5 separate regions of the Mus musculus genome follow, and regions 2, 3, 4 and 5 are each linked to region 1. Evidence: chromatin contacts called from public Hi-C and promoter capture Hi-C data. All regions are on one chromosome and are shown on one strand. The core of a region is the stretch at or near the end of the contact, and the rest is flanking DNA. Distances in the headings are between cores, read along the strand shown. Region 1 holds the start of Clec16a (C-type lectin domain family 16, member A). Region 2 holds the start of Rrn3 (RRN3 RNA polymerase I transcription factor homolog (yeast)). Region 3 holds the start of Pdxdc1 (pyridoxal-dependent decarboxylase domain containing 1). Region 4 holds the start of Ntan1 (N-terminal Asn amidase). Region 5 holds the start of Parn (poly(A)-specific ribonuclease (deadenylation nuclease)).

The links. Promoter capture Hi-C pulls out the DNA fragments that hold promoters and counts their contacts. Hi-C and Micro-C count contacts between places; a contact is called where the count stands out from the background.
Region 2: a promoter capture Hi-C map of pre-B cells shows a contact between it and region 1. The contact joins the promoter of Rrn3 here to the promoter of Clec16a in region 1. A contact is called at or near these places in 2 of 39 promoter capture datasets (liver and pre-B cells).
Region 3: a contact with region 1 is called in a promoter capture Hi-C map of pre-B cells, with 6 times the contacts expected there. The contact joins the promoter of Pdxdc1 here to the promoter of Clec16a in region 1.
Region 4: a contact with region 1 is called in a Hi-C map of uterus, with 9 times the contacts expected there. The contact joins the promoter of Ntan1 here to the promoter of Clec16a in region 1. A contact is called at or near these places in 2 of 484 Hi-C or Micro-C datasets (CD4 T cells and uterus).
Region 5: a Hi-C map of CD8 T cells shows a contact between it and region 1, with 5 times the contacts expected there. The contact joins the promoter of Parn here to the promoter of Clec16a in region 1. A contact is called at or near these places in 2 of 39 promoter capture datasets (liver and pre-B cells) and 4 of 484 Hi-C or Micro-C datasets (CD4 T cells, CD8 T cells, regulatory T cells and 1 more).

What each region holds. Positions count from the first base shown.
Region 1 is chr16:10,544,016-10,546,715 of GRCm38.p6, reverse strand. It overlaps Clec16a (C-type lectin domain family 16, member A), which reads right to left and starts at 1,377. Exons shown (of 23, transcript NM_001204229.1): 1 at 1,074-1,377. The coding sequence starts at 1,153.
Region 2 is chr16:13,779,281-13,781,980 of GRCm38.p6, reverse strand. Rrn3 (RRN3 RNA polymerase I transcription factor homolog (yeast)) reads right to left here and starts at 1,282. Exons shown (of 18, transcript NM_001039521.1): 1 at 1,142-1,282. The coding sequence starts at 1,224. It also overlaps the pseudogene Gm6354.
Region 3 is chr16:13,901,868-13,904,567 of GRCm38.p6, reverse strand. Pdxdc1 (pyridoxal-dependent decarboxylase domain containing 1) reads left to right here and starts at 1,423. Exons shown (of 23, transcript NM_053181.3): 1 at 1,423-1,653. The coding sequence starts at 1,633. It also overlaps a transcript of Mpv17l not described here.
Region 4 is chr16:13,817,938-13,820,637 of GRCm38.p6, reverse strand. Ntan1 (N-terminal Asn amidase) reads right to left here and starts at 1,387. Exons shown (of 10, transcript NM_010946.4): 1 at 1,202-1,387. The coding sequence starts at 1,282.
Region 5 is chr16:13,666,800-13,669,499 of GRCm38.p6, reverse strand. Parn (poly(A)-specific ribonuclease (deadenylation nuclease)) reads left to right here and starts at 1,330. Exons shown (of 24, transcript NM_028761.3): 1 at 1,330-1,489; 2 at 1,889-1,966. The coding sequence starts at 1,471.

The sequences.
Region 1 (2,700 bases), core at 128-2,627:
CTCTAAGGTCTCTGTCTTCTACCACTCTCTCTTTGTAGTCCCTTCCAATCCTCTGGCAATATAAGTGCAAAGAAACCAAGCAGGTTCTCCCGTCTTGGGAGTGTCAGTTTAACAAAAGCTAGAAAGGAAGTGAAAATAAACAGAGCCACAGAAGACAGCAAGGGTATAATGACTGGAACTTAGAGACAGAAAGGAACTGGAATGGGCTGGGAAGGCTTGAGTGCCTCTGTTAGCCACTCCTGTAGAGCAATCCTGAATCAATCACTTAACATGCTCAACATTACCCAATTCTTGTACAGTTCCCAGTTCCCAGCTGGTAATGGCAAATTGGAAGGACAGAGAGAGAAAATATGCCCAAAGCTACAGTCATTAAGTCAGGATTTGAACACAGGTCTAACTCCAAAGCTAGCCTCTTCTGTGTACTTCCCTGTTTCCCCAGGACTCTGTAAGCCTCCTGTCTTCTCTAAAGGTGCTACTGCTGACTATCCCTCTAGAATTCCTTCTGAAAATACTTGTGTTCTTTTAATCAATGTTCTTTTTAGAGCACTTGTACATGTTCTGTGCGTTTTCTTCATTCTCTTATCCAACCAATCCTAAAAATAACCACAAAAAGTGGTACTGTCACTCTATTCGTTTTACAGTGAAGGAAACTGAAGCCTAAATGCATACTGTTAACTAAAATCGAATCCAGATCTGGCCGGGTCAATGGCCTCGTAACTATGCAGTCCAAGAAGTGCTACCCCAAGAAGCCCAGTGGCCACTGTCTGTCCCCGGGACATCAAGACAACTCCAGCCCACAAAACGAAAACTCAACGATGCCCTTACTTTTCAGGTTAGGTGTCTGGAGACTGAAAAATCACGCGACTTGTCCAAGGTCACACACAGAGCCAGAAGTGAAAGAGTCAGGGTTCGAAGCCAGGTGCCCTGACTCCAAAGCCTTGCGGATAACCAACATACAACCCTCCCGCGGCACCCCTGTCTTCCTCGCACCTCCGAGCCCCGCAAGCCAAGCCCGCGTCTGGGCGTCCGCGCCCGGCCCCGCGGCCTTCCCGCCGCGCGCCCCGCACACTCACTTCAGGTGGTCCAAGGAGTGGATGTTGCGGGAGGACTTGCTGTGGCCCCCGCCCACCCAGCTCCGTGAGCGTCCAAACATGTCCGCAGACCAGCCCTGTCGCCTGCCTCACGGTTTCATGTCCGAGCCGCCCAGCGGCCCGGTGTCCGCGGCGACATCTCAAGCCCAGCCAGCGGCGGCGGGGGCGGTGGAGAGACTGCCAAGCACCTTGCTCCCCAGCCCAAAGCCCCGCACTGACATTCAGCCGGAACCGGCCGTTCGACCGCCGCGCTTTACGGCCGCCGCCGCGAGGAAATCTGGGAAATGAAGTTCTCCGGCGAGGCTCTTGACGACAGGACTCTGCGAACGGACTACAAGGACCGGCATGACTCGCGCGACCGTCCAGAGGAGGCGGGACAAGAGGAAGGAAGAGGCTGGGCACTGTCAAGGTGGGCGGAAACGGTTTGCTGAAATCGGAGTAAGACTATCTGACCTTATTTATTGTTAGCTTTGTGATTAGAAGAGTGTCTCGAAACCCCAGCTAAAATTGGAGACCACCCTTGGCAATTTGGCAAGGTTTAGTTCTCTTAAAAAGTATTACGTGCGCGTGCGCGCGCGCGCGCGCGCACACACACACACACACACACACACGCACTTAGAGTCTGTAAAACTTTGGAAAGCAAGTTCTCGCCTTCCACTATTTGAGATCTGAGAATTGAAGTCGGATCTTCAGACTTGTCAGCATCTTTGCTTAACAGCTGAGCCATTTTGATGGGTCTAACTCTTTAAAAAAATTTTTTAAAGGGGTGGGAATGTGGCTTATGCATTATGGATGCAACCTTCAATATCGCAATAATAAGAATTAAAAATAAAAAGCATTGAGTAGTACATTATCATTTGTCATTATCCTAAGTGATTAATTATTTAATTCTCACAACCATATGAAGTAGATGCTGTTATTAACCTTATTTTACAATTCAGGAAACTGAGTCACAGAGGCACTTTATGTGTGACAGACGCAGGATTCAAGCCCAGGTACCCTTATTTGCTTCTGTTGACAAAACCAATCAGTAACATTCTGGTTTGTCCTTACAACCTTTTTCTTTTGCACATTAGTCTTAAAACATTTTGTAAAGATGTGAGCAGCATTGTAAAGCTAACCACGATGAACTTTCAGAGGTTTCCTCTGGTCATTATTGAAAACTCATGCCATTTCCCAACTAATTCAGTAAGAAAGAAAGAGAACTCCAAGATCTCCATGAAAGGTTACATACACCTGGACTTCCTTCCCAGACTGGAAGTGGGAACCTCGGTGGGAAGCAAGATTTTGTGCCCCACACCCTCTCATTTATTCATTTCTACATCTCATAGCTATTTAACCCCTGTGACAGCCCATTGACTGTCCTAGGAAAAGAGTTGAGTCAGGGACCAATGTTCTCTCCAGGGCCCAGGACAAGATTTGCACATAGCACGTTTTTAGATGAATATTGATAGAGTGAATGGTTTGCATTGCTTCCAAGAATTAGAGAGATGTAGACTGGCATCAGGCTAATGGTTTCCCATGTAAAAGTCATGAAAGAACAAGAACATGTCTGACCTCCAAAGGAAATGACAGAGACTCAGCAGCTTCGAGAATCCATTTCTCTGGA
Region 2 (2,700 bases), core at 33-2,532, 3.2 Mb before region 1:
GAAGACCAGTTATCAAATTCATGACAGAGAATGACGGCAGGGAGCATGGCTGAGCCAACATCATTTTGTGTGATGAGGCTTAAGTTTCTCAAATGATATCCCTCCTTCCAACCTTCTCTCCCAGGAAGCCACTCTTCCCTCAGTAAATCTGTCTCAGAAGCTGTGGCAGAATCCAACCTAGGCTACATAATGAGATCTTATTAAGAGTAAGGGAAGGAAAAGAAACTCCATATTCCCACATTAACCCTGTAAGATCCTGTTTAACCAGCCACCTTTCCTAACCCTGATCTCATGATACAATCATTTGTTAAAAGCGTGATGTCCTTTCTATTCCTCAAATTTGTCAAGCTGATTCCCATTTCACCTGCTACTCGCTGTTAGAAACACTCTTCCCAAGGTTGGAGTTCAAATGTCAGAGGCCCTCTCCACCAGAACCTCATACACTCACGCTTTATCCTGGAACGTTGTAGTTCTTCATAGCATTTACTGATACCTGAAACTATCTTATCCATGTATTGCCGCCGCCCCCCCACCCCACTGCCCCGCCTCCGGCTCTGCTGGGTATGGGTTAGTGTCTGGATAAGCTGCTGTCCCCAGTGCCTTAACACAGAGTATACACACTTTATTAACAATTGTCAGTACTATGCTAAGTGCTTTACAAGGTTTACTTCGTTTAAACAAGAGAATCAGACAAAATCTAAAGGTTAGATTCCAAATGTTTTATAGGGATAGGTATTTTAAAATGTTGGGCAAAAAGGACTGCTTATATAATATACGGTTCCACTATGCTACTGCTTGCTTCTACAGAAACAAATTTCAAACAAAATTTTTGGAATTCGATAGGTCACCAGTGACAGCTTTCCCCTAGATATCCAAAACCCTGGAAATGCCGCCCATGTCTTGGCCAAGAGAGGGAAGAGGAAAGGCACGGAAGATTAGCCTAGAGTCCCACAAGGGTGCCCCAAGAGTGAGTGGGAAACAATGGAACAGACAAGGCTCGCCCGGGCAGAGGGGACCCGAGGGAACCAGAGGCTCCTGCGTGCCCGAGCCGAGCCCGCACGCCCGGCCCCCTCGGCACATGCGGAGAGCTCTCAGCGGGCTCGAGCCCCGCACCCGCAGGCGGAGGCCGCCCGGATCTTACCCAGTCCGCGACGCACTCAGCGTGGCAGAGGCCGCTGCCGTCACATCGCCCGACAAGCGCGTGTGAAGCAGCGGGGCCGCCATTCGGCCTGAACTGAGCGAACGCCCGGCCTTGCGCCGGAAGCCACGACCTACCCGCCCCGGAAGTGGCGCTGCAGAAGGCAGCCCCTTGCGGGACGCGGCCCACGTGAGCAGAGCGTAAGGATCGCAGCAAGAAGGCGGGTAGGCTTGCGTCTGACCTTAACCGGCCTGAAGCTTTCCTAGAAATAGGCTGGCACAGCTTGGCGGGGCAATCGGTGGCCGCATTCCTCAGAAACTCCTTCAAAAAGAAGCTTGTCTTAGAGGCGTGTGCACGTGACCTTGGCGCTCAGGAGGTGGAGGCGGGAGGATAAAAGGAGTTCAAAGCGGGTTTCCTTCTGGGAAGTGAGTGGAGGAGGAAGGTCAGCTGGGTGCTTTCTCTGCCTCTCTGACCTAGCAGGCTTGCACCCCAGCATCTGGCCCCTGAGTCTTCATTGGTAAAATCGAACGGCTGGGATTTTTTTGGTTTTCAAACAACATGTTGGCTCTCTTAACTTTTGGCAAGACTCCGAGGGACACTGAGAGATCACTCCTGCTGAGGACAACCTGAGAAGCCATCAGATTTGGTCCCGTGCATCAAGCCAGAAGCAGCCACAGGGATGGCTGTGTTTCTCATGACCCCACACAAGAAGACCACCATCTTCACTGAGGCCAAGGAGTCAAGCTTGGTGTTGGCACTCAAGCGCATCATTGAGGGCATCATGAAGAGGCCTCCTGAGGAGAGCTGCTGTTCAAGGACAACCAGCTCCTTGATGAGAAAACTCTGGGGGAATGTGGCTTCACTAGTCAGGTAGCAAAGCCACAGGCCCCAGCCACAGTGGGCCTGGCCTTCAGAGCAGAAGATGCCTTTGAAGGCCTGCCTATCTACCCCAATTCTTGTCCTCCAGAACTTCCAGGTGTGATGAAGGATTCTGGAAATAGTGCTAAGGAACAAGTTGTACAGTGAGGGCCCCAGGCCCACCTCCTAGAGATCCATTCCTCCCCCACCACCACCACCACCAAAAAAAGGGAGTTCAAAGCCAATGGGTAACTATTAGGACCTGGGTTACTCAGGTAAAGAGCCCGGTTTAATGTTAGTAATACAGGCACTGGAGAGGTGGAAATAGAAGGATCCTGTATATCATTTTAGACACATTTTCACACCTTACTCTGTGTGAAACACATATTACACAGTGACCTAGCCAGAAGTGTGGAGACTGGTAAAAAGCCAGAGGGGAGAGTTGGACCGATGTTACCATGGGTAAGAGAACCCAGGCTGGGGAGCTGGGCATGATGGTACATACCTTTAATCTCAGCACAAACAGGCAGATCTCTGAATCTGAGGCTAGTTTATTTAGACTATCGCGTAAGTTCCAGAACAGCCAAGGCAATACAAAAAGAGCTTGTCTTGAAAACAACAAAAGAGGATCCAGGTTCACAACTGTTTCTAACTGCAGTCCCCAGTCCCAGGGCTTCTTAAACCTCTGTGAGCACAGCAGGGAC
Region 3 (2,700 bases), core at 174-2,673, 3.4 Mb before region 1:
TTTGGTTTGGAGTCACCAAGCCAAGTTGTTTTGGACTTCGGCATCTCTCCTAGTCTAGCCTCCAAATCATGAGGTGGAGGAGGAGACACTTCTTGTACCTCTGCCTAAAAAAAATAAGTCTTTAATAATATTGAAGTGTTCAGAGTTGTAATGTACCAGCACAAATATTGATGGATAGTTATCTGAATACACATGTGATAAAAAAAAAGAAGAAAATAGCAACTAATCTAGCTAATGGGCACATGACTGTTCACCGAAATTCTTTTGTCCTTTCTACAGGTTTGGAAATTTTCATAACACATTGTTTTGTTCAAGCAGGAGCACATCAGTTTTCAGTCTTTGAAAGGCACCATTTCAAGCCAGGCGTGGTGGCATACTCCTTTAATCCCAACACTCAGGAGGCAGAGGCAGGCGGATTTCTGAGTTCGAGGCCAGCCTGGTCTACAGAGTGAGTTCCAGGACAGCCAGGGCTGTACAGAGAAACCGTGTCTCGAAAAACCAAAAAAGAAAGGAAAAAAAAAAAAAAGGCACTATTTCATCACTTTTTTTTTTTTTTTCCAGTTAACTGGAGAGTCACTCAAAAGCAGCACACACGATTTCTTTGCTAGGAAATGTTAACAACACAAGCAGGCCATTTATCCAAATACAAAGTAGAGACCGCCTGCAGATAATTACTACACTGACAACCCGACCCAACCTGGGGGTTTGGGGGAGCATGCTGCATAAGAAATAGAGAGGGTAGGGATAGCTTTGTGGTTTTTAGCATCATCAGACTTCTGTGCAGGAAGTTTCACTGACCACAATGGTGGTAAGATCCCATTTCACCTACCCATCAGTAGTGGAGCAATGTAGGAAACAAATCCCACGGGCTCTTACTCACTAAAAACGCACTACCCCCACCTAGCGGGTGTGAAGCGGGAATAATGAGGTGTACTGCCGGGCTGCAAGGGACTAAACCTAAAACGGATAATAATGACCTCCATATCAAATTTCTGCTCTGATATAAAATGGAAAGGCAACAGACCTACTATTATCATTATTATTACCCATCCTCCGACAAGCCATCATTGTGACATGAGGGAGGACGCCAGAACAGCGGCCTCGAATTCCTTTCTGTCTGGACTTCTGAGGAAAGAGCTGACAAAATACATCATCCCGCGCATGCGCAAGGGTGAGCGCTGGTCTTAGGCTGCTAAGGTAAATAACTACTCCATTCCTGACCGGTGTTGACGGCGGAGGACTTGAAAGCCTGGCTTGGGCCGTGCAGCTGAGTCGATAGTATTTTACCTGGTGGATATCTCATTGCGACGGTCGTCACAGGCTTCAAGTTGGACCGCCCTATAGACGGGGTTCTTGCCACCAAGCAGCGTTAGGACCGGCCGGCGTGACGCCCAAGTACGGAAGCCTAGAAGGCCCCGCCCCGGGAGGCCCCGCCCACCCGACGGGCCTAGCCCCGCCTTCAGCAAGCCGCAGGATACCTGCGGGCCGCGCTGCGGGGCAGCTCCTCCTCCTCTCCGCCCCGCCGGCTGCGGGCGGGGAGGACGTCAGCGCTGCCAGCGTGGAAACCGCTGCGGGCCGCGGGAGGCGGAAGTAGTGCCCAGCACCGCGGGCCCAGCACCGGACGCCTCAGCCATGGACGCGTCCCTGGAGAAGGTACGGAAGGAGCGGGCGGCGCTGTGGTCCCGGGTCTTCGCCACCGGGGCGACTGGTTTCCCCGTAGGACTAAGGAGTCTCGTTGGAGGAGGGCGGCCGGGCCGGGCCGGGCCGGGCCACGTCACGGGGCCCGGTGGCTGAGGGGAGGTGGGCCCGGCGCTGTCGGAGCCGGCTTTGGCTTTACCGAGGCTCGGCGTAGGACCCGGCCTGAACCCGCGCTGGTCCTGTAGGGTGACAGGAGCAATCGGTGTGGGCCCCAGAAGCGTACGGGAAGAAGTCCTAGTTGTCGCGGAGGCCCCTGCAAAAGCCACAGATGTTCAGTGCTTTCCAAGTTAGGAGACAAATTGTAACTTTTGGCGGGCGTAGGAATCACCTGGGGACCTTGGTGAAAACATGGCTTTGCAGCCTCGGGTCTCAAGCTCGGGTGGGCGGGAACTCAGTTTGTAGAGTTTAAGAAGTTTCCCCACGTGATTCCGATGCTGTAGCAAGCAAACCCCAGACTAGAACCCCTGGTATCCAGAAAGGGTTGGGTATTCTGTAACTGGTGAGTTTATTTGGGGGCTGGGAAGAGGAGGTGGTCCCAGCTGGTCTCACTACGTTTGGGTTCCTCTTTCTGAGTGAGAATCATGAGAGGACTTCAGGTCAATTCCAAGTCCATGGGAACCTGTGTCTAGCCCTGCTCACCCCTTGGGGCAACAGCAGCTTGATGGATCTGGCTACCTACTCGGGCATGTTAAATAGACTCTAATTGTTCCCATCTAAGGGCTGGCTATTGAGAACAAACAGGTCCTTGGGTTTCTTCATGGACTGTGCTTTCAGTGCCTAACGTTCTGTCCTCCCAGTCTTTTCTCTCTGTCCCTTCTCGAAATTCTGCTTATCCGGTATGATGTAAAAACCTAGCTTTCCCTACAAGTGAAATCAATCCTTCCTTCCATCCTCCCCACCAACCCTCGCCCCCTTCTTCAATCTCTCCTTGTTCAGTCCCCGGTTTTGTGAAAGTAACCCTGGCTCTTCTGTAACTCTCTGTAGACTAGGCTGGTCTCGAAC
Region 4 (2,700 bases), core at 138-2,637, 3.3 Mb before region 1:
TCAAAAACAAAATTGAACCAAAACTTAGAAGAATGGTTGTGACCAAGGACCTGATTTTCTACTTTCCTCTACGGAGCCTTCACATCATCCCCTAAGGCAAGTGGGCCTGAAGTCCTCACTCCAACTGTTCCCCTGGCCTCTATGTGCAGCCCTCTTTGCCCTCCTCACTGGGGGCCTCCTTGGCCCCACTTCCCTGCTCTTGAAAACCAACTCTCCACTCTGCATCCTTTCTGGGCTGCGTCTCCCTAAATAAACCAAACCCTTGCTTCCGGAGACACCACCCTACATCACCTCGTCTCTGCCTCATGTAATGTGCTGCGTGGCCACTAAAACTACAAGTTTCAGACACAGGAGAGAGGCTCCTAAATCCTTGAAGTGCTGGAACTTTTCTTGTGTTATTTCTGGCTTCATCGACACAGTGTACAGTGCCTAGCCCGATTTGTAGGAGCCAGTATTAGGATCAGGCTGTCTTGAAATTCAAATTAACAGTCAGTCTCCCTGTCCCGTAGTTCTCAGGGGTCATTCTGCCCATTCACTTACCCAACAAATATTCGGTTAGCACAATGCCATCTGCTTTCAGGAAGCATTTGCTCCAGGAAGCAGATCCAGGGGAAGACAAAGCAAGTAAGCAGACAGAACCACAAACTCCACAGAGACGCAGTGCTTCACCTCTCAGAGGGAACGTGGGCATCTTTCCTTCAAGGCTATAACTGATTAGGAAACAGGTCCCGTCCTAGACTGTACTATGTGAGATCCATGGACGGGCTGAGTCCAAATTAGTATGTGGGATACTTGGTCATCACTGCCTTCACTATGAGCCCTCTTTCAGAAGTCCCCACAAGGAAAGAACAAGACTCCATCAGGGAGCAGTCCTCCCGGACCCAGCAACTTCCAAACGAATCCCTTATTTCTAGCTAAAAAATAATCCGCGCCCCTCTACGCCCTGGGGGGCAGGAATGAGCGCGCAAAGAACTGGGACCCCCGCCCACACCTTTCTGCAGCTGGGTAATGCGGGGATCCGCACGAGCGCCCCGACTTGCAGAGCCCGCCGAGTGTCCTCGCGCTGTGTACGCGCTGTGCGACCTTCCGTAAGTCACCTTAACCTCTCTGGGCCTCGTCTCACCAGGTCCCTAGTGAAAGCGCGTCGGCGGCCGGGCTGCGGAGTTCCCATCCGCCCCGAAAGCCCGGGTAGGTCGCTCACCTCCAGAGGCGGGTGCGCCCGGACCAGCTCCACAGCGGACCGTGGCAGACGGACGCGCTGCCCATCCACCAGCAGTGGCATCGTCTAGGCCGCCGCCAGGCCGAGTTAGGTGGCCACCGCCCCGCCCCGCCCCGCTCCGCTTCGCCCCGCCTCGGGGCATGCCACGCCCACCGTGGGCGCCGCGCCCACCGCGGACTCGGCCCGGATGTGTAGTCCAGGCGGACGTGGAGCAGCCCGAAGAGATCGAGGAGACGGAATAGCCCTTGGGCTGCAAGGCATCACGGGAGATGTAGTCCAAACTTTGTCGGCGTCCACTCACTACCCGTGTCCCTCCTGGCTGGTGCCAGCAGCTGTAGTCGCAGAGACTTGAGCATTAAGGACGCGGAAAGGAGAACCTCGAGGGTAGCCTCGCGCTTTGCGTCACCCAGCCCTGACCCCTGCCTCGGCCGAGTTGATTCGCAAAAGTTTATTCAGTCAACGTCCCTTTCAGCTGGCAGACGTAGTGCAGAAGGCGTGGGGAACCCGAGAATTGCGGCCCCAGCTAGCACCGCGGGGGCGTAAGCGCGGAAGAAACAGGGTCCTCACATATACCTGCTTTTGTTATATAACTCCTCCCCCTCACCCCCCACCCCCCAGTTATCCCGGATTGGTTAATGAAGGTGCCTACAGCCTGCAGCTGGGCAGAAGAGAAGTAGGAGGGGCTTGGGGTCTGACGCAGGGACCACAGGGAAGGAGAGCGGGAGTTTCTATTGGTGTACAATTCCACCAGGCTCAGGCCAAGAGCTACCCAGCAACAGCTTGTGTCATTGCCCGCTGCCCGCCAGGTGCAAGGCAAGTGTGACAGCAGCACCAGCATACAGAGGAGTCACTACCCCAGTTCTTTCACTCTCTATTCCCATGTGTTCTCAGGCAGCCTCTCTTCCCTCTCTTTGTCCTCCGCTTCTGCCCCTTTCTATATCCCTATTCATTTCATCTTTATATTTGATCTGTCTCAAGGTGTGATTCCTCAGGGGGATACCTTGACATGGGCCCGCCCACCGCATTATCCCGGAGCTTTATATTTCATAAGTTTCAGATAGGCTAGGAGGATGAACTGGAGCAATGAGGAAAGAGTCTGGAGCAAGATCATGAAAACACACGAAGCCCAAAGAACCTGACGATAAGAATTGGGGTCATGGGTGGGAGGTAGCCAGATTATCTTAAGAGGTTAACAGATCATTTAACTCCTCAGCTATTGAGGAGCTGCTTGGAATAAATCTTGTTTTCTCCGCGTGGTTAATGTTATGGAGACTAGCATGAGATAAAGAAATACAGTCGGGCAGTGGTGGAGTGGTGGCGCATGCCTTTAATCCCAGCACTTGGGAGGGAGAGAGGAGAGAGGAGAGAGAGAGGGGAGAGGGGAGAGGGGAGAGGGGAGAGGGGAGAGGGGAGAGGGAGAGGGAGGGAGAGGGAGAGGGAGAGAGAGAGGGAGGGAGAGAGAGAGAGAGAGAGAGAGAGAG
Region 5 (2,700 bases), core at 81-2,580, 3.1 Mb before region 1:
CTTACATAGGCTGCCAGCAGAAGGTTGGCCCAGATTAGAGTTGTGTCTTCCTACCTCAAGATCTAGATTAAAGGTGTGTGTCTTCTTGCCTCAAGATCTGGATTAAGCATGTATGTCTTCCTACCTCAGAGGTCTGGACTAGAAGTGAATTCACTCACTGTAAATCAAGCAGGAAATCTCTCACAGGTGTGCCTTCCATTTCTGAATTGTAGCTTAGTACAGATATTGTCAAGTTGACACCCAAGAATAGCCATCACACGGGGTCTCATTTACTCTTTGGAGGATAAATATTGGAAAGATTACAGTTGTTAACAGCCAACTATCTAGCCCCTGTGAACACTTTATCTCTGGAATAAGCCAGCAGGGGCTGGCTAACAAAATCCTGAAACTCTTTGAGGTGAGCTGAATGTAGGGCTGGAGAGATGGCTCAGAGGTTAAGAGTACTTGCCACTTTTGTAGAGTGTTAGGTCACAAAGTAGGCTCCCAAAAATGGCTCTGCCTTTTCTGATTACCTAACACTCTCTGCTGCAGAATTTTGCTCTTTATCTCCATAGCAACTATCATGTTTCCAAGTAGCAAGTCTGATGTCTGCCTGGCTTTTTTTTTTTTTTCTTCTTATCCAAGTTTTACGCTGCAATGGGACAACCACCATGATTTGTCATCACAGTGTCTCTCTTCTACCAGAGTGGCATAGAACCGGAACTCAGTCAATATGGGGCATAGAGATGGTTCCGTGGGTAAGAGCACTTGCTGTGGAGTCATCCAGACTCATGGACAAATCCCCAGCACCCATGAAAAAAAAGCTAGGCACAGCCCTGCAATCTTGTAAACCCAGTGTTGGGAGTCAGAGACTGGCATTTTAGGCGCCACTCCGGCTGAAACAAGTTCAGTCAGTGAGAGAGACCCTGTCTCAAGGAAGGTGGAGAACAAGAACAGCCACGGGAGGTCCTTCTTTGCTTACTACTAGTGATCACCGACCGCCACACAAATGCGCACGTATACTTCTCCAACACTTTACCCCACAAATTAAGCAAGAATTATATATTTGTATATATAAAATTAATTTAAAAATTTTTAGACAGACTCTCATTATGTTCCCTAAGCTGGCCTCGAATTTGCAAATTCTCCTGCCTCATCCTTCTCAGACTGGAATTATAGACCCAGGGGAAACCAGTCCATATGTCTCTTGATCAACCAGGTTCAGGACAGGAAACTTCTCCAACATATGGGCCAGGCCTTGAGACTTTGATAGCAATGCCCCTTTTTCCTTTCTAGGCAGCCCGGAGGGCCCGGGCTCCGCCCCTAACGTGACACAGATCTGACGCAGGCGCAGCGGCGCGCGCTGTTTCCGGAAGTGTCCTGTGCTGTTTCGTGGCGGCCTCCGACATCCCCACGCTGCTTTTGCTGCGGAACTCTGCGCGTGGACCGGCGTCAGCCTGGGCGGGGCCAAGGTTCCGTCTGCGCCGCAGGATGGAGATAATCCGGAGCAGTGCGTGTCCGCCGCACAACCCCCATCCCTGTCCTCAAGCCCACCTAGCGTGCTAGGCCCAGACCTCTCGAGTTTAGCGGGGCCCGGGACAAGTCAGTCCCGCCGGGCAATACTTCCTCTGAAAAGCGGTGCTGCTGGTGGGACTTGTCGCTCTGCAAAGCGTGCACCTTTGGCATCCATGCCTTTCTTTTCCCTGCTCACCTGCTCAGGGCTAGCCCTTTTCAGTCGTGCATACTTTATCTAGTGACCCCTGGAGGAGGTGTCCCTTGTGGTCCTTGAACACTTATTCCGCTTCTCCGATGCCCCGGGAGCTCCTCCGGCCCTTTCTCCCATCTCCCTTTAGTTGGTGGGCAGGAAGGCAGGCCACCTGTTCTGAGCCTTTTCTTGGTTTCTCTGCAGATTTTAAGATTAATCTTCACAAAGTGTACCAGGCCATAGAGGAGGCTGACTTCTTCGCCATCGATGGGGAGTTTTCAGGTATCACTCCCTTGAAAGCTCTGGGCTTACACCTTGTATTGCAAAGGCTCCCTGCCTCCTTCCTCACTGGTCATGGCAAAAGCCTGGGAGAGATGTGGTTTTGTGGTTGGTCAGGGCGTGAGATTTTTGGATAGAGATTATGGTTCTGGTGCTGTTTAAACTAATTTAGGTGTATATGGTTAAAAAGCAGGGGGTTTAGGTTGAGGTCTTTTTCCTGTGACAAAATACACCTATCCAAGTTTATCATTTCGAAATGCACACACTACACACACACACAAATATGTATATGTATATGATGAGTGGAGGCCAGAGGTTGTTTTTGGGTAGCTTATGTTTAAAATAAGTTTTCAACGTGTTTCTCTTGTTGAATCTAGAGCTGGGTATTTTACTAAGATGGCTGGCCAGCAGGCCCCCCGAATCTGTCTCTCCTACAAGATCCATGCTGGGGTTACAGGTGCCAGGATGACAGCTGTGGGGTCCTGTTACTGTGTGCTGACATGCTCAGTTTTTATATGGTGAAGGTCCAAACTCAGGTCCTCGTGTTTGCATGGCAAGCACTTTACGCTTCAAGACATTTCCTAGCTCTATTGCATTTGTTCTTAAGTGGTTTTGGAATTTGGTAGCATTAACTACACTCATGTTGCTGTCCAGCTGGTATCCTCCAGTTCTGGATTTTTTTTTTTTTTTCTTTTTTGGTTTTTTGAGACAGGGTTTCTCTGTATAGCCCTGGCTGT